5 separate regions of the Mus musculus genome follow, and regions 2, 3, 4 and 5 are each linked to region 1. The links are chromatin contacts, called in public Hi-C, HiCAR-type, HiChIP or PLAC-seq and promoter capture Hi-C maps. All regions are on one chromosome and are shown on one strand. The core of a region is the stretch at or near the end of the contact, and the rest is flanking DNA. Distances in the headings are between cores, read along the strand shown.

Region 1 (5,852 bases), core at 1,358-3,857:
AGAAAATCATAAGCTTAATGAGCTTTGATGGATGCTGCCAGACAGAAGGCCAGTCCTTCCAACAGCTCTTAGAAGACAGCTGGTAATGGAGCTCAACCAAAGCCATGAATCTTAGGGTCATAAAAACTGCTGAGCTCCTCGGGCCTGGATACTACATGCGCCACCTAGAGTCTTGTCAAAGACTTCCAGGTGTGTCATCTGAGCACAGGCAAAGCCCAAAGGAGGAAGAGAAGCCCTGGCTGGGATCCAGGCCCAGGAACACCCTCAGAGAGGACTGGGAACTGAACTTTACTGAAATAAAATAGAAATAAAACCTATTGCCTTTGGGTCTACAAGAACATCCTAGCTTCTTGGGTTGAGGAGATTTCTACCCCAACCAGCAGAGGCTGCATCAATTACCACAAAAGCTTCTCCAGGAGTTGGTCCATAGGCTTGGATTGCCCATATTCTGGGGTCTGACACGGTCTGGCCCTCATAGTCAAAATATTCCCAAATCTGGGAAAAGCGTTACACACTAATTAGACAGGCCACAAAGCTCAGGACAGGATAAAAAGAATAAAAACAAAACTCTTAAAATACGGCTTTAATAATGGCAAAAAATTGGGCCAGCTTTCTACATTTTGCCCTCCCGAGGGCCAGATGCACCAGTCAGAAATTACTAACCATTGCCTTCTCAAGTCCTTACAGGCCCTGCAAGACTCATCAGATCATTGGAGAGGCTGTATCTTTGTCTCCTGTCTGAGCCTGCCTGCAAGTTCCAGCCTGGTGACCTCATATGGGTAAAGAGGATCTGGACTGGAACAGCAATGAAGGTCACCCCATGAATGCACCATATCCAGCTGAAGGAGGCTACAGAAAATAATGACAAATGAGTTGTCACTAGGTCCTCCAAACCCCTAAAGACTGACAAGGGCCCTAGAATCATAGTTGTCCTATTTTGTCTTTTTCTCTCCTTTTGGAAAGGCTCCCAAGTCCCCATACGTCAGGGCACTGGGTATAAAAATGTAAAAAACCAGAACCAGGGAGCTCTTAACCAATCTATCCACTGAAACCCAAACTACCTTCCAGGTAGATTTCTGTAAAGTGCTACAACCAGAGACTACTGGGGCATGGCTCACTTGCTCCTGGGGAGAAGCGCATCCCTGGGTCCAGCACTATGGCTGCAGTTGATGCCCCTTCCCCGAAAGCCATTGTTCTTGGTTGGATAGCAAAACTGAGTCCTCTCCGGGTTACACGGATCCCTTCATAGTCCTAAAATAAGAACCATCACTACCTGTGATATAAAGATCAGGGCATGGCAAAGACCAAAACCCCGGGGGGTCAGGTTACAAGCCCCCTAGGATGGCAAGCTCCCAACTCCAATTTCCCCCAGGAATTCCCTTTAGTAACTTCATAGATAAAGGTCCAGAAGGCAGTGGAAGCCAGCATCTCAGTGTTCAGGATATGAAAAGAGTATGTCAGTTCCCTAACCATTCTTAACCCACTGTAGGTCAGGACTCCTGGCTATGCCATGACACCAAGACCGATATTAATTAGAAACTGCAACTAATCAAACAATAATCTCTATCTCCAACTCTACTAGCTGTAAATGGGACCAACCTAAACTCACCTTGGGGGGATTTCCAGGGGAAGGATACCTTTTAACAGCACCAAGATATATCCCCTAGTTAGTTCCCCTTATTCAGATTCCTGTGGGTATACACAGCACGTTAATTTCACGAGTCCCAGCCGAATGTATTTCCAGGGACAATCTGGCTTGTTTGCATTATCGCTTAACCAAGTACGTATTTTCTGAATTGTTTACACTGGAAAACGCGGTCTCATGGTTGTTATACCACAGGTATTCATCTATAATGAAAAGAGGGTAGAGTCCACCTAAACTAGATTCAGGGCTTCTTGGTGTTCAAGGACAGAGCTCATTCCCCTATTGGTAGGGCCAGATGTCATGTCTCCACTACAGTTGGAACATCAGCCCTGTATCAAACTAAAGTTTAAAAGCAACATCAAAATAGGACAGATGAGACAGGACCTGACCATTATGGACTTCAATTCCCAGAGTTACCTGGGGCCGAGGCAAAACTACCTCCAGATTTTGTAATTGCGCTCCTGTCAACCTTGAGTCATAGCCATGCTGGAGTGAAGGCCGGATACTGCTCGTTCAAACCCGCCTGTATAGCTAGGCTTTGTGATCACGTGTGGTTATTTCAGATCCACGAAATCCTGCCTCAGCCCCACTCCTCTGGTCCGCGAAATAACTTTACACCCGAGTCCGAGGAAGCGGAAGAAGTGCTGGAAGAAACTGCAAAGCCACATCCGCATGAAAAGGCGGAATCGGTGACGATCTTGCCTTTTATTGGCCACACGTCCAGGAAGCTGGGTCCCAGGGACTTCCGTTAACCTGACCTAGAGGGAGGTGTTGTATGGCGTGGTCCGTAGACCGAGTTACGCATGCGCAGACCTTCTGCCCTCGTCCAATCGGAAGGTAGCAAGCAAAGGCGCGCGGCTCCCGCTTCAGAAGAGCCCGCTGGTTATGGTCCGGCCTCTGTGCTATGGACCAATCCGCTTCAGCTTCCTCTATATTTTTACCCAATCAGAGCCGGAGGGCGGAGTTCCAGCCGGCCGTGGGCAGAGCGTGCGTTTTCTCCAGCTCCAGTGTGGGGTTTGCTGCGGAGGTACTTTCTGCTGGGCAGGGCGGGCAGCTCTCTCGACCGGCGGCCACTGGGTGGCACGCGCGTGGAGAGCCCTGGGCGGGGAGCGCAGAAGGGGAGCGGGTGGTGTGAGAGGGAGCACGTGCATGCGCAGGGACCGCGTGGGTCTCTGTATGCCAGGATGTGGGGTCCATGCCACCCGAAGGTCTCTGCTTCAGTTTCGAGGAAGGGTGGGTAGGTCCCTGCTCGCTCTTGCCTGCCCTTCCTCTCACTCATCCCACACCCACCTCCTGGCTCCGGCCTTTTTCCACATCAAAAAGCAGATTTTTTCATTTGGTACGCGGAGCCAAGTCGTACAGTATGTGCTGTGATGCAGGCTACTAGGCTAAGTTCCTTACGTGTGTGGTGTCATCTAGGCCACACAGCTGTCCACCGAGCTAGGTGCTGGTCGGGTGTGGTGAAGCACACCGGGGATCCCAGTACTGACTGGGAGGGAGGTAGAGGCAAGAGGATCTCTTTGAGTTTCCAGCTAACCAGTGCTTCTTGGGAAAACTTTGTCATGCACACACACACACACACACACAAACCTAATTCACAACGAAAACCACCCAAGAGGCAGTGCTGGCAGCATCTTATTTTTGTGAAATGTCTCATTTAGGCTAACTCTGACAACTTAAATTGAGGGAATTCAGCTTCCACAAATGTAAAATTAAAGATAGTACAACTAGTAAAACGCTCCTGTTTTCTTTCCTAACTTGAAATTGTTTTAAAGCCGGGCAGTGGTGGCACACGCCTTTGATCCCAGCACTTGGGAGGCAGAGGCAGGCGGATTTCTGAGTTCGAGGCCAGCCTGGTCTACAGAGTGAGTTCCAGAACAGCCAGGGCTACACAGAGAAACCCTGTCTTGAAAAAACAAAAAAAGAAAAGGAAAGAAAAAAGAAATTATTTTAAAATCCTAAACAGTGTACCAGGAAACCAGTTAATTGGTTATTATCCAAGTAAGATGAACTGGTAGGAAGGCATCAGTCTAAAGGTCTACTTCCTAACTTTGCTTTGCAATCATCAGGTTGTTAAAAAGTGCATGGTCCGTGCCAAATTGCTTCTCAGTGTTGTGATAATTCAGTGAAGATGTGGACTTATAGTCTATGTTATTGGTATCAACCATACCTGTTTCTGCTTCTTGTTTAAAGACCACAAAATCATGCAGCCTAGTTAACAATGTAAGTGTGAGATACCTCTGTGTTGACTACTTACCCGCCTATCTTGGGGTCAGGACAGTACTATCTAGAGAGCAGAAGTGAGAAGTGTCTAGCTCGTCTTTTTACCTTAGATTTTATAGAACAGGGCAAAAGTAAGTCAGCCCCTGTGACTGTTGAGGTTTCTTTCGTGTCCACCTTTGTTTAAAATCTTGACTGTTTTCTGCAACTTTCAGGGTTGGTTGGTTTGGGTTGGTTGGTTGGTTTGGGGTTTTGGAGTCAGGGTTTCTGTGAGGTTCTGGTGGTCCTAGAGCTCACTTTGTAAACTAGGCTAGCCTTAAACTTAGAGAACTTGGTGTTCTCTCAAGTGCTGGAATTATAGGCTTTCACATCAACCGAACTGCACCTTCTATTTATTATAAATAGAACTGAAAACATTGTGTGTTTTGTGTGTGTGTATGTGTGTATCTTTCTTGTTGTTTTTGAGGCAGGGCTTCAACCTATGTAGCTTTGGCTGACCTAGAATTTAGGCTAGCTTTGAACTCACAGATCCACCTGCCTCTGCCTCCTGCATGTTGGGGTTAAAGGCCAGTGTCTCACATCCAGCTTAAGACATTGCTTTTTGTTGTTTTTTTGTTTTGTTTTTTGAGACAGGGTATCTCTGTATAGCCCTGGCTGTCCTGGAACTCACTTTGTAGACCAGGGTGGCCTTGAACTCAGAAATCCACCTGCCTCTGCCTCCCGAGTGCTGGGGTTAGCTTTTTGTTGTTATGGTTTTTTTTTTTTTTCTTTCCCACTCTTATGCTAAAAGAACAAACAAAACAGAAACCCTACATTTCTACATTTTCAGTGGTCTCTCTAAAACAAAAGACAATCAAGTGGAGAAAAGAAGAAAACCTCACAGTCTCATTGTACTTTAGTCTGGACTCAAGCTCAAATGTATTAGTTGGAATATATACAGTTCACTGCTAAGCTTTCTGTCTTTGAATATTTTATTACATTGTGTGTGTGTGTGTGTGTGTGTGTGTGAGAGAGAGAGAGAGAGAGAGACAGAGACAGAGACAGAGACAGACAGACATGGCACTGCAACTGTGGAGGTCAGAGGACAACTTGGAATTTGCTCTTTACTTCCCCCTTGTAGGTCCAGGGAATCAATTTTAGGTCAGATGAGCACTCCCACTGGCCCTGTTGTTTTTGAAACAGGCTCTTGCACAATACCCCAGGCTGTCCTGAATTCACCATTTACCTTAGGTTGGCCTCAAAACCAGTGCCTCAGCTTCACAAATGCTAGGATTATAAGCCATCATAGCTGAATATTACTAAAGTTTTGAAAGGGTTTATTAGTCTCAGATTCAGATGGCTGCTATAACAAATTACTACAGATGTAGTGACTTACGACTGAATGCATGTGGCACTGAAGAGATGGCTCAGGGACTAGGAATGGTTTCTGTACAGGGTATGGTGGTCTATGCCTTTAATCCCAGCATGCTGGAGGCAGAGGCTGGCAGATCTCTTGAGTTCAAGGCCAGTGAGTTCTACCTAGTGAGTTCTGGAACAGCCAAGGCTACAGAGAGAGACCTGGGCTGTCTCCTGACCTGTAAAAGCTCCCTGCTCTTGCAGAGGACCCAGGCTCCATCTCCAGCATCCACAGTGAGCAGCTCACAAGGCTCATTCATTTCAGCTCCAGAGGAGCTGGAGCTGCTTCTGGCCTCTGCAGGCACCAGCACACAGGCACTTGCAGACATGCGCACATAGGTAAATGAGCAACACGAATGTATCATCTTTCAACTAAAATTTGTGACTGGGCTAATGTCAAGGTATCAAAGGCCTCCTGAACTTCTTGGTGCTCTTGGGGAAGCTGTGTTTTCTAGCCTTTTTGAGCTTCTATATTGGTTAGGCTGTGGCTCTTTTTACCTCTTAGAGATGGTTTCCCGCTCTAGCCCCTGCTGGCCTTGAATGCATGGTAACCTTTCTCTATTAAGTTTCCAGGTGCTGGGATTACAGATGA
Region 2 (5,852 bases), core at 1,969-4,468, 2.9 Mb after region 1:
TATAGTCAGCCTTTCTTTATACATTAATCCAAGCTTCTTAAATGAGAATGGTTTATAACATGCCAAAAAATACATACATTCTTGCTAAAAACAACAAAGTAACCCATGAGGCCACTGAATTGATAAGTATTTGTGTTACCTGAAGACAGGGCAAGCATGACAACAATACAGGAAATCTAACAGCCGCACATTTGTGCTTCTGCTCTCCTGAGGGCCATCCTGCATATGTCACAGGGCCAAGGCTTAGTTTAACTGTGTCAACTCCCCTTGAGCCCGGTTTTTTTTTTTTTAAACTGTCTTTTAATTTGATTAAAGATGAAAAGCACTCACGGGTACTACTCAGACAATAGATGATTGTTTGAAAGGAACATCAAATATATATCAGAATTATTTTTGTATCAGTATAGACTAAGAACAGCAATACATTCTACTGGCCATAAAGTAAACAGCCAAGGTGAGGTTTGAAAAAATTAGAAAGATGCAGACATTTAGTAAGCACTTAGCAATATTTACAAGGCAACAAAAGAGGATGCTATACATTTTGGTAGGGGGGTGGGGAAGATGACAACTAGATATTAGGTGAATTTCCAAACAAAAGTTTAAGTTAAGACAAGATCAACAACACTTGGCTTGAACCAAAATACACAGACACACGGACACATAGACACAAAGAAGCTCACAATGTATTCTTATAATGCTCATCATATCCAACCACTGAGGACCCCAGCTTCTTCAAACATGCTGTCTCAGGTGCATGCTGTCCCCAAAGATGTCCCAGGACATCTTCTAGGCTTCCCAATGGCAAGAGAAAGAAAGATCAGTGAAGGCCACTACAGGAAGGTTCCCTAAAGCCGGGCCACAAACTCAATAGAACAGAGCCCAGAAAGAAAAACAACTTCAAAATGGTAAAACATCTAAGTAGCAGGTCTATCAGGTATGTAGTTGTTAAAGGTATGTTCAACAGTCACAGAATGGCAAAAGAATAATAATAAATATACATGTGATGATGTAATCTACCCCTTGGCATTACTGATTCCAAAGCTCAAAGGGTCAAATGCCTTGTCCCTGGGCACAGATATTTTCGAGCACATTTCTGGCAGAGCACCATTCCTTACAACAGGTTATACTATAATTATGGCTGGTCACTACAGCCCTTCATACTGAAATGTAGTCATTCATTCCATGTGAAAAATAGGGACACAAACCCTGCAAGAAGCAACTTGATGCTTCCAGTGGCCAATTTTACTATTTTTCAAACATGTATTACAACTAATATAAAACATTATCCATCTTAATATTTGATACCACCAACATAATTACTCCCCAGATGTAAAAGTGTTTAGTATTAATACAAATGTTTGAAGAAACTTGCACATATAGTTCATTATAATTTCAAGGTATTACTGCTGTAAGCTTCTAGGTTAAAAGCAGTCATCCCAACATAGCTGACTGTTCAATCAGGTATATACAAGACAAGTGAGGAGAACTTGGTCTTGCACCATTCAAGAGGCCCCGAGCTAAATCTATCCCCAGCAATGCAAAACAAACAAACACACACACACACAAAAATGCAGCCCAGAACTGTAGCACTGGGAAGATGATCTGCTTTGTGCTTCAAATTATTAAACAGTCAAGCAGACATTAAGGCAATAAAGGCGGTATTGAAGATAAGTATGTGGGTGTGTGCTCACTATCTTTCTGGTCCTTAGTTTCCTCATCTGTAACTACAGAAATAATCTTTGGCAAAGGCCCAGAATACAGAAAAGGTTAAAGGGAGGTGAGAACCAAGCACTATGTAGTGAGCCCTCAGAAACCCTAAAATCCTAAGGCCCAGAAAACAATCATTTAAGTTCTATGATTCTTCAGCAGGCTTCTCCTCCATCCAGTAGTAGTCATGTTTGAAATCTGAAAGCCAGGGTTTAAAAAGATTGTTTTTGTTTTTTTCTCTGAACCGTGGAAAACTACTCATTTTCGTAACGTCAAAATCATTTATTCTTCTCAAACAATGCCAATCTCCTTATACTCTAACCGCGCGGTTAAAAATATACCAGGAGCATTATTCCAACTATCAGGAAACTTGGGGTGGGGGCGGCATCGTAGATTGCTTAGACTCTGACCTTTGTGGATTTCTAAGTATCGTGTAGTGTTTGAGAAAAGAGAAAAACACTTTGGATGATGAAATTTGCAAAAGATCTAAAACTCCAGTTGGCAGAAGGCTCTCCACAGCCAGCTGTCTTTCAAGAAGGGGATCCGAGTGTGTTTACAACCTACAAGCAGAAGGGAGCCAAGCCTAAACTAAACTCTAACATAAAGAACTTTCCTCCAATATATCAGGCCAAAATGATGCAAAACCTGTAGTTTACTTCAATGGGTTTGCTCCAAGCCGGAATAATGAATGAAATGGAGGCATCACTACTGAGTTGGGGGCCTCACTTTCAACCCAGCGGGTGAGTCTCCAAATCCAGTGAACTCACGGGCTGATCTGCTTCAAGGGGAGACCCCGCTGCAGGCTCCCCGAAAGTTCCGCGGCCGCCAGTGTCCGCCCCGCCCGGCCGAGGGTCGCGCCCCCTCCCAGCCGCCGCACACACCCCGCCTCCGCCCCCGCCGCGTGTTAACCCCTCGCCACCCGGCGCGGGCTCGGGGAGGAGGCCGCCCAGGGGGTGGAGTTGTCGCGTCTCCTCCCGGGATCGCCCGGGCAGACGCCCGGCTTGTTTACAGGCCCCAGGCCTGGCCGCCGCCGCACAGGCCCTCCGCCCGCCCGCCCTCGCCCTCTTCCTCGCCCTCGCGCCGCGCTTACCCGGAGCAGCCGCGGGCGGGCGGGTCCCTCGGTCGGCCGGGGCGGCGGTGGCGACGGCGGCCGGGCACGGGGTCCCGCGACGGCGGCCGGGCCCGGGCGGAGGAGGGGAGGAGCCGGGCTGGGTCCGGGCCCCCGGCTCTCGGAGCCCTCGCGGCTCAGATCATCCGGGCGTCGGAGCGGGAGGCAGAGAGCGGGGCCCGCGGGAGGCGGAGGAGGCGCCGAGGACTCATCGCTTTCCGCCCCACCTGCCTGGGCCCCCCTCCCCCCGCCCCAGCCACCCGATCCCGAGCTGCGGACCCGGCCGGCGCGGAGACCACGGCGTTCTAGCTCCTGCGCGCGCTCCCGCCCCTAGCGCCGCCACCGCCGCCGCCTCTAGCGCGGCCCCGCGCACGCGCGCTCTCGACACCGCTGCCCCTCGCCCGGCCCCGCCCCGCCCCGCGCCGCCGTTTCCCCCACCCCCGGCCCTGCAGCTGCGGCGCGGCCCATGGGCTGGAGAGACCCGGATGTGGGAGGGCCGGAACTGCGGCTTGGGCGGGGGAGGGGCGGCGGTGACGTCACTGCCCTGCGCTGCTCCTCAGGTCGCTGCCGCGGGCCGATCCCTAGGGAGCGTGGACGTCCTGGGTGCGAGCCAGGCGCGCGGCCTTCGCGCTAGGGCGCAGAGGGCCTCTCCAAACCCGGCTGTCGTCGTCGTCCGCACCCGACTCTTACACCTGCCTACGGACGCCGGTCTCCAGGTGCAGTCTCGGTTAGCGCCCGGCACAGGGGACTCAGCCTGCCCCTTCGACCCCACGAGGCGCACACGAGTGCCGCGGCCATACCGCAGACGTGCGTGTGCAAACCGTTCACGCCTTGGGACACGTGCCTAGCTAGAGCTTCTCGCGGGTTGTCCCCGAGTCCCTGCAGGGATTCCGAATTGTATTTATGTGCACGTTACGGGGTCACGTGATTCGGGCTCAACGGGCACCTCCAAAGACCTCCAGTGGGGCTAATGGAACCGAGGGTTTTTCAAAATCTAGAGGATAATCAGAAACGTGACAGCTGCTTTCACGGAGAGCTAGAGATGAGCAAAAGGTAACTGCACGTGCAGGCGGCCAAAATCCAGTTTAGCTAGCTCGACCACAGAAAACCCGACCCACGCTGCTTGCCGACGCCGGGATAGAATGACAAACCCTAGGCAGCCAATGAATCAGAGCTGGAAAGCAGTACATCACCAGTATGAGTTCCCATTGGTTGGGTGTGCCTTCCCAGCTTTTCAGTCACCAGCTTAACCCTTACAACCAAATTCGCAGGAATAGAAGTTTAAGAGAGATTCTGATATAATACAAAGAAAAAGCATATATTCCGCTGAAATAGGCTAATGCTTTAAAAAAAAAAATACTAAAACTATTAGCCAAATTGAGTTCAGACCAGTAACAAGATTAATTTCAGTAAGGCCTTCCCCTTTTCTCTGGTGCTTACTGCAGTTTGCCACCCCGCTACTTCGTGTCTCTTATAAACCACTCCATTGTCTTGACTCTTAGATCAAATACAACCTGCTTTTGCCGGCTGTCATCCCGCAAACTATTTCTCTATTTTGGATGTTGTGGTAACCATTTCTGATATTTTCACCACGACTTATGGAAGATGATTCCCTTTTCTTCACTTTTACACCTGACATCAATGGCAGGACCACATGTGAGACTGCCAATTCCCAGCAGACACTATCTTCACTGACCCTCCAAATCACTCAGTATTTTGGGAATACGATGAATTTGTAGCACCTCCAGGTATATAAAGTAAAAATAAAATTCACTATACAGTTCTTAATTCTTTTCTATACAAGTGCAGAAATAAATGAAATTAGGTGCGAAATCTTTTAATGAAATGCTGTTTTATTATTATATACAATATGTTGTTTAGGTTTTGTTAAGTGGGGATGCTGAGGATTAAAACCATGTCAAGTCCTCAACCATTAAGCTCTGTCCTCAGCCCTGGTTAGGGTTTTTGTTATGTGCTTGTTTTGTTTTTGAGACAAGGTCTCTATGTAGTGCTTGCTGGCCTCAAACATACAAGGATCCTCCCAGACTGCCTCTGGATTGCTGATAGTACAAGCATGTGCCACCATACCTGACTCAATTCTTAGTACTACTATTAATACTTAAAACAAGTTACTGCACGATGGGCATACAAAAGTCATGTTGTGACAGCCACCATTTAGTGCTCTGTGTGTCTGTGTGTCTGTCTGTGTGTGTACAGAGTCTTGGCTTTCCCAGGCTGACTCTTGTGAAACTGAGGATTACTTTAACTGGTCCTCCTGCTTCCACATCCCTACCACCACACCTGTCTACAGTGCTCTTAAACAATACATTTTCTCGTTGAAGAGCTGAGTCATCTGTGGCAGTACACATGATAGGAAATTGGGAGGTTTTTGTCTGGGTTTTTAGGTTTACATTCCTGTAGTCTCTCTGTCCTATCTTTGTAAGAAAACTTGAGTAACAGAAGAGGTAAGAAAAAATACAATTTGATATAGTATGTAATATATAAAATATAATGATGAGATTTCTTTTTCCAGGAGTCTGACCAGTCAGTATATCACAGACAGCCAGTCAGTTGTGTCTCTGGACACCATTTGTAGTGTGAATGAGGAAACTTGTGGGCCATAAATTTAACATTTAGGAACTCGGAATTAGACATTAATATTGTCTAATGAAAGTTATTTGATTTTGATATTCCCTTCTATTATCAAATTTTTGGTGGTGGTGTTGAAACAGGGTCTCAAAAATAAACAGCCAAGTAAAAGTCAAAGATGTGGCACGCCCAGTTCCTACAGGAAGTTCTTAGTTCCTACAGGAAGCCTTTCTCAATCCCATTCTTACATTCAGACAAGAAGGCACAGCCAAGCCTTTATCTGTTGTGTTTGCTACTTCCCAGGTGTTAGTTCTTCCTTTATGACCAGTCTCAAGTCACCAAGATTAAGTCTCTGAATTTCTAACACTTAGACACAATATGCACATATTACCTCAGAAACACATAGCCCTGGCTGTCCTGAAACTCACACTTTCCTCAGCCTTCTGAG
Region 3 (5,852 bases), core at 2,437-4,936, 2.5 Mb after region 1:
TTTATAACTAGATTCTCCTTTTCTTCCTTGAAAAATTACAAACTAATTTCCTTTGAGTCATGCAAAAGAGCTAAATACAAGTGGAGGAGGGCAGATCCCATGTCTGCCACACTCTTTGTTATATGACTACCCCAGGAATGTTTCAAAACTGAGCACAAGCTTTCCTTGGATAAGTAATATATAGTATTTATAAGGATAACATATAGAGAGAGAGATGATAAAGTCTTACCCCAACCCAAATCAGATTATTAACAGGGCCCTGAGATTTGTAAATAAATAGACATCCCAGATGATTCTTTAGTATCAAGAGTCAAGTCTGGGAATCAAGACTTGGAAATTTTATAGAGTATACAAGAAAAATTGCAAAAATATCAATTACTAAAGATCAATAACTAATAAATGACTGTTGAGCCTTGCTTTTTTGTCTTTGAAAGTAGACTTAGCACATTTAAAACTTGAGCCAAACTGTTACTATATCCAAGCTTAATTCTCATTATTCTCACTCCATATACCATCTTAGGTTCTATTTGCTAAGTAAGTTAGGAAGCAAATTGACAGACTGACTCCTAAAACCATTTTTATTACGTATGTGTACTTACTTGGAGAAAGAGTGTGTCTCTGAGATCAGAGGACAACTTGCAGGAGCTGGGTTTTCTCCTCCCACTAAAAAGGTCCCAGGGATTAAACTCAAGCTAACCATATTGCAGGCCCCAAAAAATTAGTGTTTCACTTAGGATACTGGCAATATCTTTTCATACATGAGAGTAAATTAACTCTTAAATTTACTTGAACTCTCCCTCAAGTAATCCCTCACAATGTATGACAAATTTTCACTAAGTTTACACCTTAAATGGCCAATCTAGAATTGAGAGTCAAGAGGGCTATCATAATATTTGTGAGATATACTTCATGCTTCCTTTTCAAAAAGTTATAAGAAAACTAATTCTATTTCTGTTTATACTTATAAAGAGCTAGGCAATTAATATGCTATCATTTCTGGCTCTTACAGATAAAATTTTCATCTTAACAAATAATCCTTAAGGTTTAACATACAATTTCCTGTTATCCGTTTGGATGTTAGGGCACAAATTTGACAATAAAACTTCCTAGAAAAGAAGTACTAGAAGGTGTCAATAAAGACAAAACCCTATGAAAGAAACTCTGATACCAAAGTTCCCTCCCAGACAGCCTAGGCTACTAGCTAGTTCAAGGCCAACTTGAGTTACAAAGCAAAATTCTGTCTCAAAAAAAGAAAAAGGAAAGAAAGTGTGGAGAGGAGATCTGGAGAGCCAGCTCAGTGGGTGAGAACACTTGCTGTGCAAACAGAAGGTCCTGAGCTCAGATACTTGTACCCACACAAAAAGCTGCACATGGCCTCAAGTGCCAGTAACCCCAGCACGATGAGAGCAAGTGTGGGAAAGTTTGTGCGGCTGAAATTCTCAATGAAGCCTCCTCCCTGACCAGAGAACTCACGGAGGATACCCACACGTTTTCGAGCAACCCCCAAGGATGAGTGCCTTCTGTTCTGCCCAATCAAGGTGCTGTTTCCTAATGTGTACATCTCTATATATTACTCAAAATAAATAAACACCACTTACTAATTATTCTCACCAACAAATACATCAGTGAAATATAAATATGATAAAACTCAATACACCTAATCATTTTGATTTAACACAGAGGACAGAGAAACACAGTAGACAAAGCCAAAGAGACTATTCAGTAAGCAAAAAATCCAGACTCTTAGGCAGGAAAACTCCATCACTACAATAATCCAGTACAAAAGAAAAGAAATGGAACAGCTACATCATAGATGAACAGCTACATCATAGACACACACACACACACACACCACACATGGGGGTTGAGAGGCTTTGGGGCCGGCAAAAAGAATGTTAAAGCCAGAGATGAGAGGGAGTGCCATGGAACAGCCCTCGAGTGCACACCACAGCAACAGCCATCTGCCCTTCAACATTCCATCACAAACACAGAGGGTACCCAGTGGTGAGTGGGGGAGAATGTGTCTCAGTGGTGCAGCTGGTGGAGAATTTGGGATGAAGTTCGAAGGGAATTAAAGGAGGATAGAGTGGGGATGAAGGACGAACATGATCTCAATATTTTTTCAGAGCTAAAATAAGTGACACAGAAATTTTGCAAAACTTTTCTAAAAATCTAACAGTCTGCTAGTCATGGTAGTGCATACCTGAAATTCTAACACTTTTAGTCAGAGAAGAATCTAAAGTTTTAAAGTCAGGCTGGACTAACACTTGATGCCCAGTCTTAACAAGCACCTAATTATATACCAGCAGTATTCCCTCATTGCCACAGTTCATGCATTCCAGTTGACTGCCTTTTCTGGATTTTTAATCTTAAACCATCCAGACACAGTTACGCTGTCTAAAGCAAAATAAAAGTTAATTAGGAAAAGAGACCCTGTCGTGGAAAAAAAAAAAAAAGAAAGACCAATTAAGGAAATTAATAATCACATTATGACAATTATATATATAGCTCATTGTGCAAATTTCTGCCTGAAGACCTTGTCTACCACATTGTACTTTACCTTTTCCTTCCGGAGGAAGACTGAGCCTATAGGAATATTGTGCTCACAACTTTATAGTACCTTTAGTCTCAGACTATCTTTTACTTAAACCACTTCTCCATAAAAAACTGACAAACACTTTAACCAAAACTCTGCATTTATTCTTCAAAACATTTATACAAAAAAATCACTCGCCATCCTTTCACCACTGAGCAACCAAAATACACTTACTTCCCAGAGCCACTTCCTGGGATCCATACTCCTACGACCCACAATCCTGAGAAATCTCAGGATCATTTCCGGTGAGGAAGAAACTATACCTGCATAAACTTATCAAGAGATGGCTCACGGTAAGACTCTACAGTGCCTGGAACAAAATGAGCACGCAATAAAAGCCAACCATTATCTAGCTACAAAGTAACTGCCTTAAGTCTGTATTTTCTTCCTTTACATGATTTAAGTCTAACATAACTCATCAGGACACGTATACATACACAGAAGGCTTTCCAACTAGTTCACTCGATCAACAGCAACAGTATACACCCAAAGTAAGTTTTCAGTTCTCTTTTCAATTAAAAAAAAAAAACATTTATTAAGAAATTAAAGATTCTAATCCCTCACGCTTTCAGCCAGACATCTGTCTGGAGTCTAGCTAACAACACATAGCTGGAAAAATTCGAGATTTTCACTGGCTGGAAAGGTGGATGAGGGTCAACCTGCCAAACTTCTGCTTGCCACAATCAAAACTCCAGTTTCAAAGTAGGCCAGAAAAGATAGGGGCGAGCGGCTACGAACCTTTTAAAGGATCGACGCTCCCTTTTTGCATCCCCCTCCCCCACTGTTTAGACGAACCACACCCTTTATTACCCCCCAGCGGCCTCCTGGCATCTCCCAGGGCTGTCCTCCCACCCCAGGAATCCACGGTCGCCAGACTCACAGAGTGTGTCCGCACACGTTCACCATCAGCTTCAAAGAAGGGTTCCGGTACTTGGTGGTCTTACACCTGGGGCAGCCCTGGTCGTCCATGGCGTCTCTTCGGCTTTGGATTTTTTTTTTTCCTCCACACGGATTTCAGCCACTGCCACCTACAAGAACCCCCAGACCAGATGTCAACTAAGCTGCTACCAACAGGCACTTGGCCGGAATGGTCCTTCGCGAAAGAGCACCGGCTGGAAGCCAGGCGCTGCAAAACAAACGTTCCGGGAGCGAGTTCTCCGTTCCAGCCGCTACAGTTCCAACCTAACCTTAGGTGAATCAGTTCAGTATCTTGGGATGGGAGAACGGATGCTTTTAAATTACACACCTCTTGCCTAATTACATTTTACAAGGAACCATATCATATCAAAAAGATAAATTCTTGTTTCGTTTGGAAACATCCACATGATTTCAAAGATTTATGCTGGTATGAAGTCAATAACACAAACTAGTAGTCTCTTTTAGAAAATTGGACAGTCTGTACTGTAGATGTCTTCATAGTTGTGTAATCAGAACATAATTTGATTCACATATATGAAGATTAGAATAATGCTAAGTGTAGTGGCTCACACCTATAATACCAGCACTAGGAAGGCTGAAGCAGGAACCAGCCATGAGTTGGATCTAGGCTCCATACTGAATTCTGTACAGCCTGGGCTACCTAAGGAGACACTGTCTCCAAAATAAATAAATATATAACAAAAAAAAATAAAAACAAAATAAAAAACAAGATAAATTGTTTACATTCATAAAAATTATCTAAATGCAATTCTTTGTACAAATTCTTACTAAATGTCAGAATACTTCTATAAATAATATCTAGTACCTGTTCCTACACAAAGGCCTTCCCCTCAAGACTGCCAGGCAAGCTGAATTGTACAACCTAACTCTCATATGTCTTGCCCCCAATAAAAGACCTCATTTATTTTCCAAAATGTTAAATAAAAGGTTATTTTATAAAGCAATTCGAGCAGGGCAGTGGTGGCATACACCTTTAATCTCAGTATTCAAGAGGCAGGAACAGGTGGATCGCTGAGTTCCAGCCAGTCTGGTCTGCAGAGCAAGTCCCAGGACAGCCAGGGCTACACTCAGAGAAACCCTGTCTCCAAAAACAAATTTAAAAAAAGAAAGAAAGAAAGAAAGAAAGAAAGAAAGAAAGAGAGAGAGAGAAAGGAGAGAGAGAGAGAAAGAAAGAAAGAGAGAGAGAGAAAGGAGAGAGAGAGAGAAAGAAAGAAAGAGAGAGAGAGAAAGGAGAGAGAGAGAGAGAAAGAAAGAAAGAAAGAAAGAAAGAAAGAAAGAAAGAAAGAAAGAAAGAGAGAGAGAAAAAGGCACACAACTTTATTTCAGCAATCCCAAAACTCTGAGGACCTGATTCTCTCTGGGAATTGTAAGCCACATTTATTGTATTAACAAGAATACAGAAGTCTTTTTTGTTTATTTTGTTTTTTGAGACAGGGTGACAGCACTTCTCTGTGTAACCCTGCCTGTCTTGGATTTGCTTTGTAGACCAGGCTGGCCTCAAACTCATTGAGATCCGCCTGCTTCTGCTTCCCAGGTGCTGGGATCAAAGGTGAGGGCCACCACGCCTAGCCAAATAGATGCCTTAGAAAGGTCTATTAGATAATGAATTATTCTTACGGTAAGGGACAAGTCTTCTCCACCTCTGAGATAAGGATTTATTGATACTTAACAAAGGCTTAATGGAGACTAAATGAATTCATAAAAAGGCCATCAAATAACAGTGAAATGTGGACATTTTTAATGCCAAGCATTTTTGTAATCACCTCCATCTAACTGAAATTCTGTCTGAAGTAAACTTGTAGACAGGTTGCCTTGGTTTGGTTTGCTTGTTGGTATGAGGTGTGGTTCATTTTTTAATATTTTTATTCTAAGTAGTGTGTGTGTGTGCGTGCTCATGTGCTGCAGCATGCCTGTGGTGGCCACAGCACAGCTTACAGGAGTTAGCTCCCTACCGTGTGAGTCCTGTAGAGGAACTCAGATCATTGGGCTTGGTGACAGGTGCCTTTCCTTGCTATGCCGTGTCACCAGTCCTGTTCCATGTTTTGTTTTAATATTATTTTATTACTTACTTGAGAATTCCACACAATTTATTTTGATCATATTCAGTGCTCTTCCACAACTACTAGGTCCACGCTCAGCCACTCCCTTCCTACCCACCCAACATCATCTTGTTCTCTCTTCTCTCTCTCTCTCTCTCTCTCTCTCTCCCCTCTCTCCTCTCTCTCTCTCCTCTCTCTCTCCTCTCTCTCTCCTCTCTCTCTCCTCTCTCTCTCTCCTCTCTCTCTCTACTCTCTCTCTCTCCTCTCTCTCTCTCCTC
Region 4 (5,852 bases), core at 2,043-4,542, 2.1 Mb after region 1:
CAACAAAGGATGCAGAATGAATGCATTTCTTCATGTGGCTGTTACTAAGGAGTTCACATGATCCAAGCACCCTTTAGTACTTAGTACATGATGATAACATGTATAATAATGAGGAAAGGTGTAGTCTCCCCTCCCCCAGCCTGAAACCTGCTTGCTCAGGGGTGGAGCTTCCTGCTCATTCGTTCTGCCACGCCCACTGCTAGAACCTGCGGAGCCACACACGTGCACCTTTCTACTGGACCAGAGATTATTCGGCGGGAGTCGGGTTCCCTCCCCCTTCCTTTATAACTAGTGTCGCAACAATAAAATTTGAGCTTTGATCAGAATGAATTTGTCTTAGCTCCGTTTCTTCTTTCGCCCCGTCTAGATTCCTCTCTTACAGCTCGAGTGGCCTTCTCAGTCGAACCGTTCATGTTGCGAGCTGCTGGCGGCCGCAACAGAAAGGCCCGAGACCAGAACGCTGTCATGCAGCCGGTTCCGAGGGACACAGGTATACATCAGTCCCCAGGTTTTCCGAATTCGAGAGCTGGGACAGGAAATAGCAGACCAGAGCCGAGAGATTTGAGGAGCTGAGATAGGTAAGGTGTTGTGGTAACACGAATTGTCATCCGGGTGTCTCCTAACGTAAAGGGAAACGTGTCAGAGAAAAATGTTCAAAAAAAAAAAAGAAAGAAAGAAAGAAAGAAAGAAAGAAAGAAAGAAAGAAAGAAAGAAAGAAAAGAAAAGAAAAGAAAGAAGAAAAGTGTCTCTTGTCCCTGTGAATGGAGCCCAGTGGGGTTGAGAGGGGCTTCCTGGTACATTGGTGTGGCTTCTGTAGTAACAGCAAAAAACGCAGGCAGCTCGGGGTGATACTGACCCAGTAGAGAAGGAGAAGGGTATACAAAAATCTATACAAATCAATACAAATATTTTGGAGACTAGTTGTTGCTTCCTATATATAGTGAGACTATCTCAGACAGACCCGCCAGCGATATAAATAACAACACAGAGGCTTATTAATATTTTAAAGCATAGGCCTTTTGCCGAGCAGGAGGGTAGTCTAATCCTGGCTCCTGGTACTCCGTCCCAGCACCTGGCCAGGTCTACCTCTCTGCTCCTCTCTGGTCTGCCTGTTCACCTCCAGGTCATCTGGCTGAATCTCCCAACCTCGCCTTTTCTCCCAGTGTCTACTTCCTGCCCAGCTATTGGCTGTCAGCTCTTTTTTAAAGCCAATCAGATACAACTCTAGATGGCCTTAGGCAGGTGAAGAAGGAACAACTATTTATAAAACATGAGCCTGGCAATGGGTCATTAGCTCTCTGCTGGTACAGAATTAACACTTGAATATACAGAGACACATCTGCACAGAGTGTACCTCAACAGCCCCCTTAGTCCAAAAGAAGATACAAGGATAAACTAAGGGTCCAGGAGGACTGAGTCATGTTAGAACTGTTGCTTTATGCCATGCGGCCATCTTAAGATGGTGGCGTCACATGCCATGTACAACCTTCCTTCAACCTTAGTAAAGATGGCTGAAGCCATGTGGTTACTTACCTCTTGTTGAGGTTATTTGCCAAGATGGAGGAGAGCCACATGGTTGCTATTTAAAAACATATATTTACATAAACAAGGGTTGAATCACAAATATAGGATGCTGCAGCAAATTAAAATTCCTATGTATAGGTTTTAACTATAAACCTTTTGTTATAAAGTTTTAAGCCAAATTCTGTTACAGATTCTTTAACCAAACCCAGTGAGTTTACAAATCTTGAGATAAGAATTTACAGCAGAGCCTTAGGAGGTCAGGGGTTTTATGGTTTGTTTGTTTTGCTTTGTTTTTGAAAACACAATGCAAAGAAATCATAGAGATGAACGATTTAAGAATGGAATATTATGGAACCATAGAGATAAGAGATATTGGGATCATTTGCCTGTATGGTGGCAGAAGTGGCTATAATCTGGGAGAATTTGCAGAGCAAGTGTGCTTGCTGACTGGGGCCATTGATCTGTACTGAGGTGAAGCTGTAGTAAAAAAAAATCTGAGCCCAAGCAGGAAGAGAGAGGGCAGCAAAACAGAACCCCATGATCAAGGGACGGAGGGAGGGCAAGTTCTTATGAACTCCAAGAGGGAGGTGAGAGGGAAACAAGCTGGCAGGAGCTGAGGGACTGCACCGTGGGACTGCAGGTGGGCTGTAGTTCCTGGGGGAAGGCATGGGACATGGAGGGGTGGCAGCAAGTGTCTTTAGTAGAGACCCTCAAGGCTGTCCACATGGTGGGTTGCCCTAAGGGGGGGGGGGGGTAGCAGGAGGCTGCAGGAGACAGAGAGATACTTCTGGAGCGCCAATTGGGAGAAAGAAAGGAAAAGAGTCCCAGGCTGCTGTAGGCAGAGCTGCAGCTCCTGATAGAGACCCAAACAATACAGCAGGAGGGGCGAGCAGGAGAAAAGGGAGGCAGTTACAGGGGTGTATAGGCTAGAGGCAGAGCAGGCTGCAGGAACCAGCGCCCACGTGGAAGGCATAAAAGGCAGAGCCCAGGGAGACAGGAACAGTTAGAAAGCAGGGGGAGAAAGCAACAGCTGGAGAGCCAGACTCCAGAATTTGGACTCAAATCTTGTGGGTGGCCGAAGCCATCAGAAACAAATGATCATTACGTACCTTAAGAGAGTCAGCTCCGCAGCTCAGTCCGGAACGGCCACGTTCCCCAGAAGCGAGCTCATTTATACCATTCCTGTGGTTTCGGCACAAAATAAACAAGTAAAAGAAATAAAAAGTAAAAGACAAGGAAACGTGACAGGTCCTGGGTACAGTGAAGGAGGTTTATTATAGTTATATGGGAGAGCACAGGCAGGGGCAGCAATCTCTGGGAAAGGCCAGAGTGGCCATAACCAGACTGAGCTGTGCCTTGTGAGGAGAGGGGGAGGAGAGAGGAGAGAGGGGAACCAGGTACAGCAGCCAGGAGGACCAAAGGTTCAAAGAGAGTGGGTAACCCAAATGGTTGGATTATATAGGAGAGAGCAACCCAACCCCCTAGATGGAGAGTTCAGGATAAGGAGTGGGATACAGCAGCCAGGAGGGCCCTGGACCAGGTAGGGACTGCAGAACTGCGGGGAGAACCTGGTGGCCAGGTCTGTGTTGCTATGTTAAATGGGCACCTGTCTGCCTTGTCCTGGGCTGGAGACCTAACACATCCGGCTTGACCTTTCTGTTGTGTTTAATCCTACTGACCGTTTTATGCTCTGAAACCTCCACCTCTTTCTGCTCTGGCTTCCCTATCCGTGAACGAGTGTGCTGCTGCCTTTACACCATCCGGGAAAGCTCTGAGTTCCCCGTGTGAGCTTGCAGGGTGTGGTGGCCGTGTGACTGTAGACTTAAGATCCATTAGATAAAGTCGTGAGAACTGGACTCCTTCCTGCAGCCAGGATCACACAGAAGGGTGAATCAATGACATGGGGTGGGTGGAAGTCTCCAGAAGGGTAAAGAGATCTGTCTATTCTTTTATTAAAAGATTAAAAGTGTTAGGGAAACTTTTTGACCCTTTGGGATTCGCTTTTGTGGGGTAGAGGAATAAAGGTAGAAGTGAGGACAGCTGTAGCATTCTCTAAGTTAGCACTTCCAAGCCATAGTCAGTCAATGGAACAAAATCAACCTAACGTCACTCTCATCCACATGTGATGTGACCACATGCCAGCTACTGGCTATTCTGTTCTTATTCCTATGTACTACGTGCCTGCCTCAGGTTTCTATTCCTGTGATAAAATACCAGGACAGAAAGCAACTTGAGAAGGAAGGGCTTATTTCAGACTACACTTCCACACCGCAGTCCATCATCAAAGAACTCAGGGAAGGAACCCGGAGGCGGGAACTGAAGCAGAAGTCATGGAGGAACACTGGCTTGCTCAGCATGCCCTCATCCCTTCTCCATGACCTCCCCGCCCAGTGGGGGCTCCGCCCACCGGGGGCCCCGCCCACATCAATCATCAAACAGAACAACACCCCTCCGGCTTGCCCACATCTTCTCCATGTGGTTCCTTCTTCTCAGATAACTCTAGTACAAACAAACAAACAAATAACAGCCGGAGAGTGCCTTATTAGACTACTAAGATTCCAGTTTGGCCTAATTGCCATTTCTTCTACATTGTTCGGCACAGGGCTGAAGACTTGGAAGACAACATTAAAAATATTTCCAACAGCTCTTAGTTTTCCAAGTCTCTTTGGATTTGGATAAACGGGTATGCACGAATAACAGAGAAAGCACTTAAGCTATTCACACTGTATGAGCTGCAGGAGTGTACTTCTGTACCTAAGGAAGATTCCATGCATAGCCCCCTGTGCCCTTGTGTATTCTAACCAACCCCGAGACAAACAAAAACAACAAACAAACCAGCCCCAAGGCCCAGGCTGGTTGGAGTTTTCATACAGCCTATACATCCTTCTAGTTCAACTAGGACCAAACACGCAAATGTCCTTGGCTGTGGATATCAGCGAGGCCCTCCAGGGCCTTGGGTCGGGCCTTTCTCTAATCAAGAAGATCTGAAAAGAACATCACATTCAGGCCACAGCATTTTTTTTTCTCATTGGTGGTTCCTCCCACCAGCTAGAGAAGACATTCAAAGGCTGCAAACTCTCCCAGTCATTGATTCTTAATAAATCATTTTATTTTTACAGAACTTTTCACCTTTTGTAGTTATTAAACCAGACTGGAGCATTTGGCTAGGAACTAATCCCCCCCTTACATAAAAAGGGGAGAATAAGAACTCCACGTTGAAATTGATACAGCTACCACAATGTAACTCCCAGGGCACTGTATTTTGTGCTTGAAAACTAAGTGAAACCCTACTTAAGACTCACCCTTTTCCTTAAATAACGAGGATTAACAGCCTTAACGAGGTAATAAATAATCAAGCCAACAGAACCCCACCCTGGAGCAAGCTCTGGGGTGGAACTTTCTTGTTTAAGTCAGGCTTGTGATCTGGGGAAAGTTGCTCGGGCCCTGTGGAAGGAGACAGGAACCTGACCAAAGAGATGACCCACTCTGAGCCCATCACTTGCCCACGGAGGAGCGGGAGAGCTGGGAGGAGGAGGGGAGGAGAAGTGGGAGGAGGGAGAGAAGGAGGAATAGAGAGGAGGAGGAGTCAGACAGGGAGGATCGAAGGGCCAGAGCCTGGTGTGGTGAGGAGCCTCGCCCTGCTCACCTGGGAAGGGCGCCATGCAGGGGCGGAGCCAGTCCCAGGTCACCTGGGCGGTGGCGGAACTGAGCAGTCCCGGGGCAGAGGCAGCGCGCCCCGCAATCGGCCTCACCTGCGTGGGGGGCGGGGCTGGCGCACCTGCGCGGGCGGGCGGGCTGGGGGCGGGGCCGGGGAGCAGCCGTCGAGCTGAGCAGGCGAGCGGAGGCGGGAGGCTCGCCGCTGATCCTGGGTTGAGAGTCGGCGGCCGCAGGCCCCGGCTGAGATCCCCGCCATGACCTGGAGCGCCACGGCGCGGGGCGCGCACCAGCCCGACAACACCGCCTTCACTCAGCAGCGCCTCCCCGCCTGGCAGCCGCTGCTGTCGGCGGGCATCGCGCTGCCGCTCTTCTTCTGCGCCGGCCTGGCGTTCATCGGCCTGGGCCTGGGCCTCTTCTACTCCTCCAACGGCATCAAGGAGCTGGAGTACGACTACACCGGCAACCCCGGCACCGGCGATTGCTCGGTGTGCGCCGCCAAGGGCCAGGGCCGCGCTCCGCCGCCCGGCTGCGCTTGCTCCTGGAGCTTTACGCTGCCCGAGCTCTTCCCGGGCCCCGTGTACCTCTACTACGAGCTGTCCAACTTCTACCAGAACAACCGGCGCTACGGCGTGTCCCGCGACGACGCGCAGCTCAGCGGCCTGGCCAGCGCG
Region 5 (5,852 bases), core at 1,856-4,355, 2.1 Mb after region 1:
TTCCACTTGAACTGTGAACAAATTATGCATTTGAATTTGATACACAAATGCATTTCTACAGTCTGTAAAAGATAATTTTGAAGAGTATTCTTAACAAGAAAACATTCTAGTCATACTATCCTCGGTTTCAAAACACAGCCACACACACACACACACACACACACACACACACTGACAGACATACATACCATCTAAATGAATATACAAATTCATGAGGAATCACCGGCATCATTTAAATGCTGGTCCTATTCTACCATTAAATTTCCCAAAATGCCCCTAGTGGGCCCCATTAACATCTAGGCAGAATGTTAAGCAATATAGATCTTTGAACTTTAGTTCCCATTTAAATCTTCATTCATCTCCTGCAACAATAAACAGCTCCATGCCCTGCCTAGCTAACCCTACTCATAGCTCTCTTTTATCATAGCCTCACGTCTAGGTCTTCCTTTATGCTCATGTTCTCAAACCTAACTTTTTTCTGTCAGCTAGGAAGTCTCTAAGTACTGATGCTGGAGGCCCACGCCCAGAGGCTCCTCTCTAGTTTATTTAAAAGTAGAGGTGTTTAAAAGCTCCCACGGAATTCAAATCTTCAAGCTAATCTAGACTGTCTCCAGCAGGACATGTTTATCATGGCTGATGACCATCCTGTACCACCACACTCCAGTACCTAATTCCTCTAGAGATTTGCCCAGCCTAACTCCTAACCAAACACTAACTCAGAATTCACTTGCTCAGTTCAATTCCATGTCTGGAAATTCACAGACAGACATGTAAACTTATTCAGGGAAACTGAGGTAAAAGGTTTGTCCCAAGATCAAGTCAGCCTGGGCTACTGTGTGAGACTCTGTCTCAAACCAACAACAAAGTTAACTTTTAACTTTATTTAATCAGTTTCCATCTAGCCCATTACTAAATTCCAAAGAAGGAGAAGAAGAAGAAGAAGAAGAAGAAGAAGAAGAAGAAGAAGAAGAAGAAGAAGAAGAAGAAAGAAGAAGAAGAGGAGGAGGAGGAGGAGGAGGAGGAGGAGGAGGAGGAGGAGGAGGAGAAGAAGAAGAAGAAGAAGAAGAAGAAGAAGAAGAAGAAGAAGAAGAAGAAGAAGAAGAAGAAGAAGAAGAAGAAGAAGAAGAAGAAGAAGAAAGGCCAAGGTGAAATTAACCCCATAATTTGAGTCATGGGTTTGGTTTTTTTTTTTTAATTTCTATTTAAAAGGTGAATTTTTACAAGCCTTCTGTACTATTTCAGAATATATGGTGAAATTAACAACACTTCAAAGTATAAAATACATATATCCATGAATCTTTGTCACTGTCCATCTGGTTCTGCCACTTGTGAATTTCAAACAGATTCTGAATAGCGATTCACCTCGGGTTCCAAGCCCACTCCTGCCAGAACTGAGACCATTATTAAACTCTAGAGTCTTTACCACACACTACACTTTGCCAGACCACTTCGTTGTAATTATCATTTCAGTGTCTCAGAGTGAGCACAATAACCCCGGCATCACAAAGACAGCGTGAGGATTAAGACATATGGGCGTTCTGGCGCTGTGTGAGGCACTCGAGAAATTTACAGTAAAAATTCTATCTCCAGGGAACTATGGGAATGGCAGCAGCATATAAGAAGTTGCGGGCAGCTAAAGGTCAACGCAGAGGGAGGAGACCCAAACCTAAGGTGTCTTGGCCACCTCTTCTCAGAGGAATAGTTTGGAAGCACCCATACACCCAGGCTGACTGAACTTAAGAGCAAACAGAGAAGTTTTAAACCTCTCACCCCACCACTCCCGCCTCCACCCTCGCCCCCAATCCCCAAGGGAAAAGCTAAACAAAACTCTGCCAGGGTGCAAAGCCATGCACTCACTCTGATCCCTGCCAGTGTAGCTTTTGTACCTCTGGGATGTAATGGATGTGCATGCTGAAACACGTGTGCACGTCTGTGTGGCTGAACCAACATGCATCCATAAACACTATGAATAATACTCGCGAGAATGTATGGCTTTCTCCTAAGAAGTGTTTGAAGCACTTGATTCAAACCATATCCCTTTCATATCGCCCTTTCTCTGCTTTTCTTTATATGAGAGTTGTGATTCCCAAACCCCCTACCCCGGGAGGAGGGGGATGGAACTCTGTATCACTATTGGGCTTCCCCTAAGTGCAAAGTCCAGGTCCACAAAGAGGACGGATTCCCAGAGTCCCACCTGCGCCCGCATACACCCACGGCTGTCGCGTCAACAGTGCAGGCCACCTGGGAAAGGACCGAAGTCTAGAGGGAATTCCTTCCCCTGCAGGGCGATGAGGGAGCGGGACTCTGACGAGTTTCGAAAATTAAAAGGAGGGAAGGTCCAGCAGACATGGAGGAGTGAGGCGATCGCTACTTACCCAGCCCTCGAAGGTGTCCGAGGTACCAGCCGTGCGCAACAGCTCCTGGAACTGCAGCGTGCAGTTGGCCACAAAGTGGTCATAACCCAGGGGCGTCTCGTGGAAGACGGCTAGCTCCAGGTGGCCGCCGTCGGTGACATTGGCGCAGAACTCCTCGTTGTAGGTGGGTTTGTTGGTCTTCTGCTTTGTGCTGGTCTGGCCCACGCGTACCTGGTCTACGCTCACCGTCAGGTAGGGGTCCAGCAGCTGGTGGCCCTTTTTGAAGAGCGAGTGCCGCAGGGACCAGCGGGTGGGCTGCAGCCCTACAGCCTCTCCGATGCGGACCCTCAGATAGCCATTGAACTTCATCGTGCCGGACGACATGCCGGCGCTGCTGCCGGAGCCCCGAGGGGGCCGCGCTGGCTGGCACTGGGGAACCCGGAGCCCGGGCTCAGGGCAGTCCTCTCCGCTGCCACGGGCGTGGAGGCAGCTCTGGGAAGAAGCAGCGCCCGAGCCCCCTGCGACCGGCCATTCCGCCTCCTCGGAGGGATCTTCCCCTCCCCTCCTTCCCTCCCGCCCTTTCTCCTGAGGTGGAAAGGAGGGGAGCCGGGCTCCGAGCCCTCGGCGGGCTGCTGGGCTCCCGATCGTCCTTCTGGAGCGCGCGGGGCTCGCCCCTTCTCCGGGGCCGGCCAGATAGTCTCCCCGGAGAGCAGGAGCGACCCGTCCGGCTAGCTCCAGCTTTGGCGTCTCTGCCCCCGCCTCCGCCCGTTCCTCCTGCCCCCGCCTCCGCGGGCTCACGCTCTCCCCCACTCGGTGAGCTGAGAACCAGGAAGCAGCAGCAGCAGCAGCAACCGCAGCCGCATCCCGGCCAGAGCCGCGCGCCGCCGGGCTCCAAGTTCTCAGAAGCCCGGTGCGGGCTGCCACGCCTTCCGGACCCCGGGGGCGTGGCGCACCGCGGGCAGCACCGCCTTGAGGGGTGGGTGCCGGGGTTACGCGGTGAAGGGGGCCCGCACTCCCCACTCACCCCAGGGGCGGTTCCCGCCCTGAGTGCTCGCGGATCCCTGCTCCCGGTGGCCGGGTTGGCGGTGCGTTTCGGGCTGGAGGCTGCCCTAAGGGGCTGGACAAAAAGAAAGGATTCCAGGCCCACCGCCAGCAAACACCTGAGGCGTGGGAGACAGCCGGGGAGAGAATTGGCAGGACGGGTGGATGCGGAAAATCAGCAGCAGGGAGTTCCTACCTCCCACCCTAAGTAGTGGCCTGGAGACCCTGCCGGAGGGTGACAGAGCCCTAGCCAGAGGCGGGTGTTCTGTGGGGAAGGGGAGGTCCCTTTCCTAATCTTTACCGGAATGGGTCATCCCAGGTTCAGCTTAGACTCATCCTGTTTATGTGCCTTTTCGGCAGAGAGTAATTAGTTGTTTTGTTTGCGTATTTTTTTAATAGGGCAATGGTAATGATGGAAATCCTGTACTCCTTCCTGGGAGAGGTGTGTCACTGCACAAAGAGCAGGAAAGATTGGTTCTGCTGGAGACTGACAAGGCCAAGATGTAATAAGTCCCTTCCTCCGCAAGAGGCGGTTTGCTGGTCCACCTAGTCCTGCATTATAAGGGCAGCAAAGTGTTCACATGCGCCACCCTGACACACAGTGGCTTTCAGCTGCCTCTTCTAGGAACAAACACTCTAGGTTGTTATTGTCAGAGTGGGCAGACCCTAAGTTTACCCATCTCGTGACTTCTACAGGTTTTGTCTCCTAGGAACACCTTTTGGTCTAATCCATTCTACCATAAAGCTTGCTCCCTGAGGGCCAGCCGCAACCAATATGTCTCCTATAAAGTCCAGGCCATTCTTAAGACGCTTAAGGACGCTCACCATACTCGTTCTTACTGAACAGGCTGGTTGGTCGTCTGTCCCCTTTCTAGCACATGGTTTGGCTTGCTGAGAAGGTTCTGGGCAGTTTCTCATTAGGGAGTTGAGACCTCACCAGTAACAGCTTCACACTATAGGATGAGATGGAGAACAATGGGCTGGCCGGATGGGCCTCTCTTGGAAATACCAAGGCTTCCTGAAAGAGTGGGGCAAGGAAGTAGAGGGTCACTTCAGTTCAGGCAGAGCTCTCCAAAGTGTGCTAGCAACCCGTTTGTAGAGGTAGAGTCGGCTGGGTGAAAGCAACTCTGACTTCTTCCCTAAAGAGCTGGACCTGGCTCCTCCAGAGAGCTGCCGGTTCGCCTTAAGAACCACGAGGGCTCCAAACTTTGTCTCTGCAACTCCTTCCGTGGATATTTTATTCCCTATTCTAGGGAGGAATGAAGTATCCACGCGTTGGTCTTCCTTCTTGATTTTCTTGTGTTTTGGAAGTTGTATCTTGGGTATTCTAGGTTTCTGAGCTAATATCCACTTATCAGTGAGTGCATATCAAGTGACTTCTTTTGTGATTGGGTTACCTCACTCAGGATGATATCCTCCAGATACATCCATTTGCCCAAGAATTTCATAAATTCATTGTTTTTAATAGCTGAGTAGTACTCCATTGTGTAAATGTACCACATTTTCTGTATCCATTCCTCTGTTGAGGGACATCTGGGTTCTTTCCAGATTCTGGCTATTATAAATAAGGCTGCTAAGAACATAGTAGAGAATGTGTCCTTAACATGTTGGAGCATCTTCTGGGTATATGCCCAGGAGAGGTATTGCTGAGACAAAAGAATGGACCATCCAGAGACTGCCCCACCCAGGGGTCCATCCCATAATCAGCCACCAAACGCAGACACTATTCTATACACCAGCAAGATTTTGCTGAAAGGACCCTGATATGGCTGTCTCCTGTGAGGCTTTGCCAGTGCCTGGAAAATACAGAAGTGGATACTCACAGTCATCTATAGGATGGAACACAAGGCCCCCAATGTAGGAGTTAGAGAAAGTACCCAAGAGCTGAAGGGGTTTGCAACCCTATAGGTGGAACAACAATATGAACTAATCAGTACCCCAGAGCTCATGTCTCTAGCTGCATATGTAGCAGAAGATGGCCTACTCAACCATCATTGGGAAGAGAGGCCCCTTGGTCTAGCAAACTTTATATGCCCCAGTACAGGGGAATGCCAGGGCCAAGAAGTGGGAGTGGGTGGGTAGGGGAGCAGGGCGGGGGCAGGGTATAGGGAACTTTCAGGATAGCATTTGAAATGTAAATAAAGAAAATATCTAAAAAAATAACATAAAATAAATATGTGGAAAAAAAAAAGAACCATGAGGGCTGCTGTTCATCTTCTGCACTCTAAGAAGACTATCTCCAAATGAAGAGGAGCTACACAGCTGACCTGGGGTTGGGGTTGAAGGAACACCAGACATTTCACATTCACCCTACCAGGCACTGGGGTGGGCAGCGGCAGGACAGCCAAGTGTCTGATACTCCTGTAGGACCTAGAAACAACCAGCAGAAACATCACATGTGGCAAGTGTTGGAAAAGAAAGGGCCAGGGGTCCTGACACGTGTAATCCCTGTGGATA

Evidence for each region. Promoter capture Hi-C pulls out the DNA fragments that hold promoters and counts their contacts. A called contact is a pair of places that touch in the nucleus more often than the background predicts. HiCAR-type assays count read pairs that join an accessible place to other places. HiChIP or PLAC-seq counts read pairs in DNA pulled down with a chosen protein or histone mark.
Region 2: a Hi-C map of CD8 T cells shows a contact between it and region 1, with 4 times the contacts expected there. The contact joins the promoter of Ppm1a here to the promoter of Wdr89 in region 1. A contact is called at or near these places in 4 of 39 promoter capture datasets (hippocampal neurons, liver, neutrophils and 1 more), 1 of 484 Hi-C or Micro-C datasets (CD8 T cells), 3 of 115 datasets of contacts at active chromatin or transcription factors (astrocytes, large pre-B cells and pro-B cells) and 1 of 9 other capture datasets (adipose tissue).
Region 3: a contact with region 1 is called in a HiCAR-type map of astrocytes, with 5 times the contacts expected there. The contact joins the promoter of Mnat1 here to the promoter of Wdr89 in region 1. A contact is called at or near these places in 1 of 39 promoter capture datasets (stem cell-derived epiblast-like cells) and 2 of 115 datasets of contacts at active chromatin or transcription factors (astrocytes and embryonic stem cells).
Region 4: an H3K27ac HiChIP or PLAC-seq map of embryonic stem cells shows a contact between it and region 1, with 10 times the contacts expected there. The contact joins the promoter of 2210039B01Rik here to the promoter of Wdr89 in region 1. A contact is called at or near these places in 3 of 39 promoter capture datasets (embryonic stem cells, liver and stem cell-derived epiblast-like cells) and 4 of 115 datasets of contacts at active chromatin or transcription factors (astrocytes, embryonic forebrain, embryonic stem cells and 1 more).
Region 5: a contact with region 1 is called in a promoter capture Hi-C map of stem cell-derived epiblast-like cells, with 4 times the contacts expected there. The contact joins the promoter of Prkch here to the promoter of Wdr89 in region 1. A contact is called at or near these places in 4 of 39 promoter capture datasets (embryonic stem cells, hippocampal neurons and stem cell-derived epiblast-like cells) and 1 of 115 datasets of contacts at active chromatin or transcription factors (astrocytes).

The regions. Positions count from the first base shown.
Region 1 is chr12:75,666,292-75,672,143 of GRCm38.p6, reverse strand. It overlaps Wdr89 (WD repeat domain 89), which reads left to right and starts at 2,607. Exons shown (of 2, transcript NM_028203.1): 1 at 2,607-2,672. Gm34717 (a long non-coding RNA gene) reads right to left here and starts at 2,419. Exons shown (of 3, transcript XR_381697.2): 1 at 2,063-2,419.
Region 2 is chr12:72,758,577-72,764,428 of GRCm38.p6, reverse strand. Ppm1a (protein phosphatase 1A, magnesium dependent, alpha isoform) reads right to left here and starts at 3,218. Exons shown (of 6, transcript NM_008910.3): 1 at 2,798-3,218.
Region 3 is chr12:73,121,551-73,127,402 of GRCm38.p6, reverse strand. Mnat1 (menage a trois 1) reads right to left here and starts at 3,686. Exons shown (of 8, transcript NM_008612.2): 1 at 3,477-3,686. The coding sequence starts at 3,565.
Region 4 is chr12:73,545,923-73,551,774 of GRCm38.p6, reverse strand. 2210039B01Rik (RIKEN cDNA 2210039B01 gene) reads right to left here and starts at 3,292. Exons shown (of 4, transcript NR_044985.1): 1 at 3,204-3,292; 2 at 2,634-2,706; 3 at 1,534-1,579; 4 at 1-619. It overlaps Tmem30b (transmembrane protein 30B), which reads left to right and starts at 5,380. Exons shown (of 1, transcript NM_178715.3): 1 at 5,380-5,852. The coding sequence starts at 5,436.
Region 5 is chr12:73,582,049-73,587,900 of GRCm38.p6, reverse strand. Prkch (protein kinase C, eta) reads right to left here and starts at 3,105. Exons shown (of 14, transcript NM_008856.4): 1 at 2,376-3,105. The coding sequence starts at 2,738. LOC115488016 (collagen alpha-1(I) chain-like) reads right to left here and starts at 4,223. Exons shown (of 3, transcript XM_030247047.1): 1 at 4,134-4,223; 2 at 3,592-3,690; 3 at 2,766-3,471. The coding sequence starts at 4,223. The coding sequence ends at 2,806.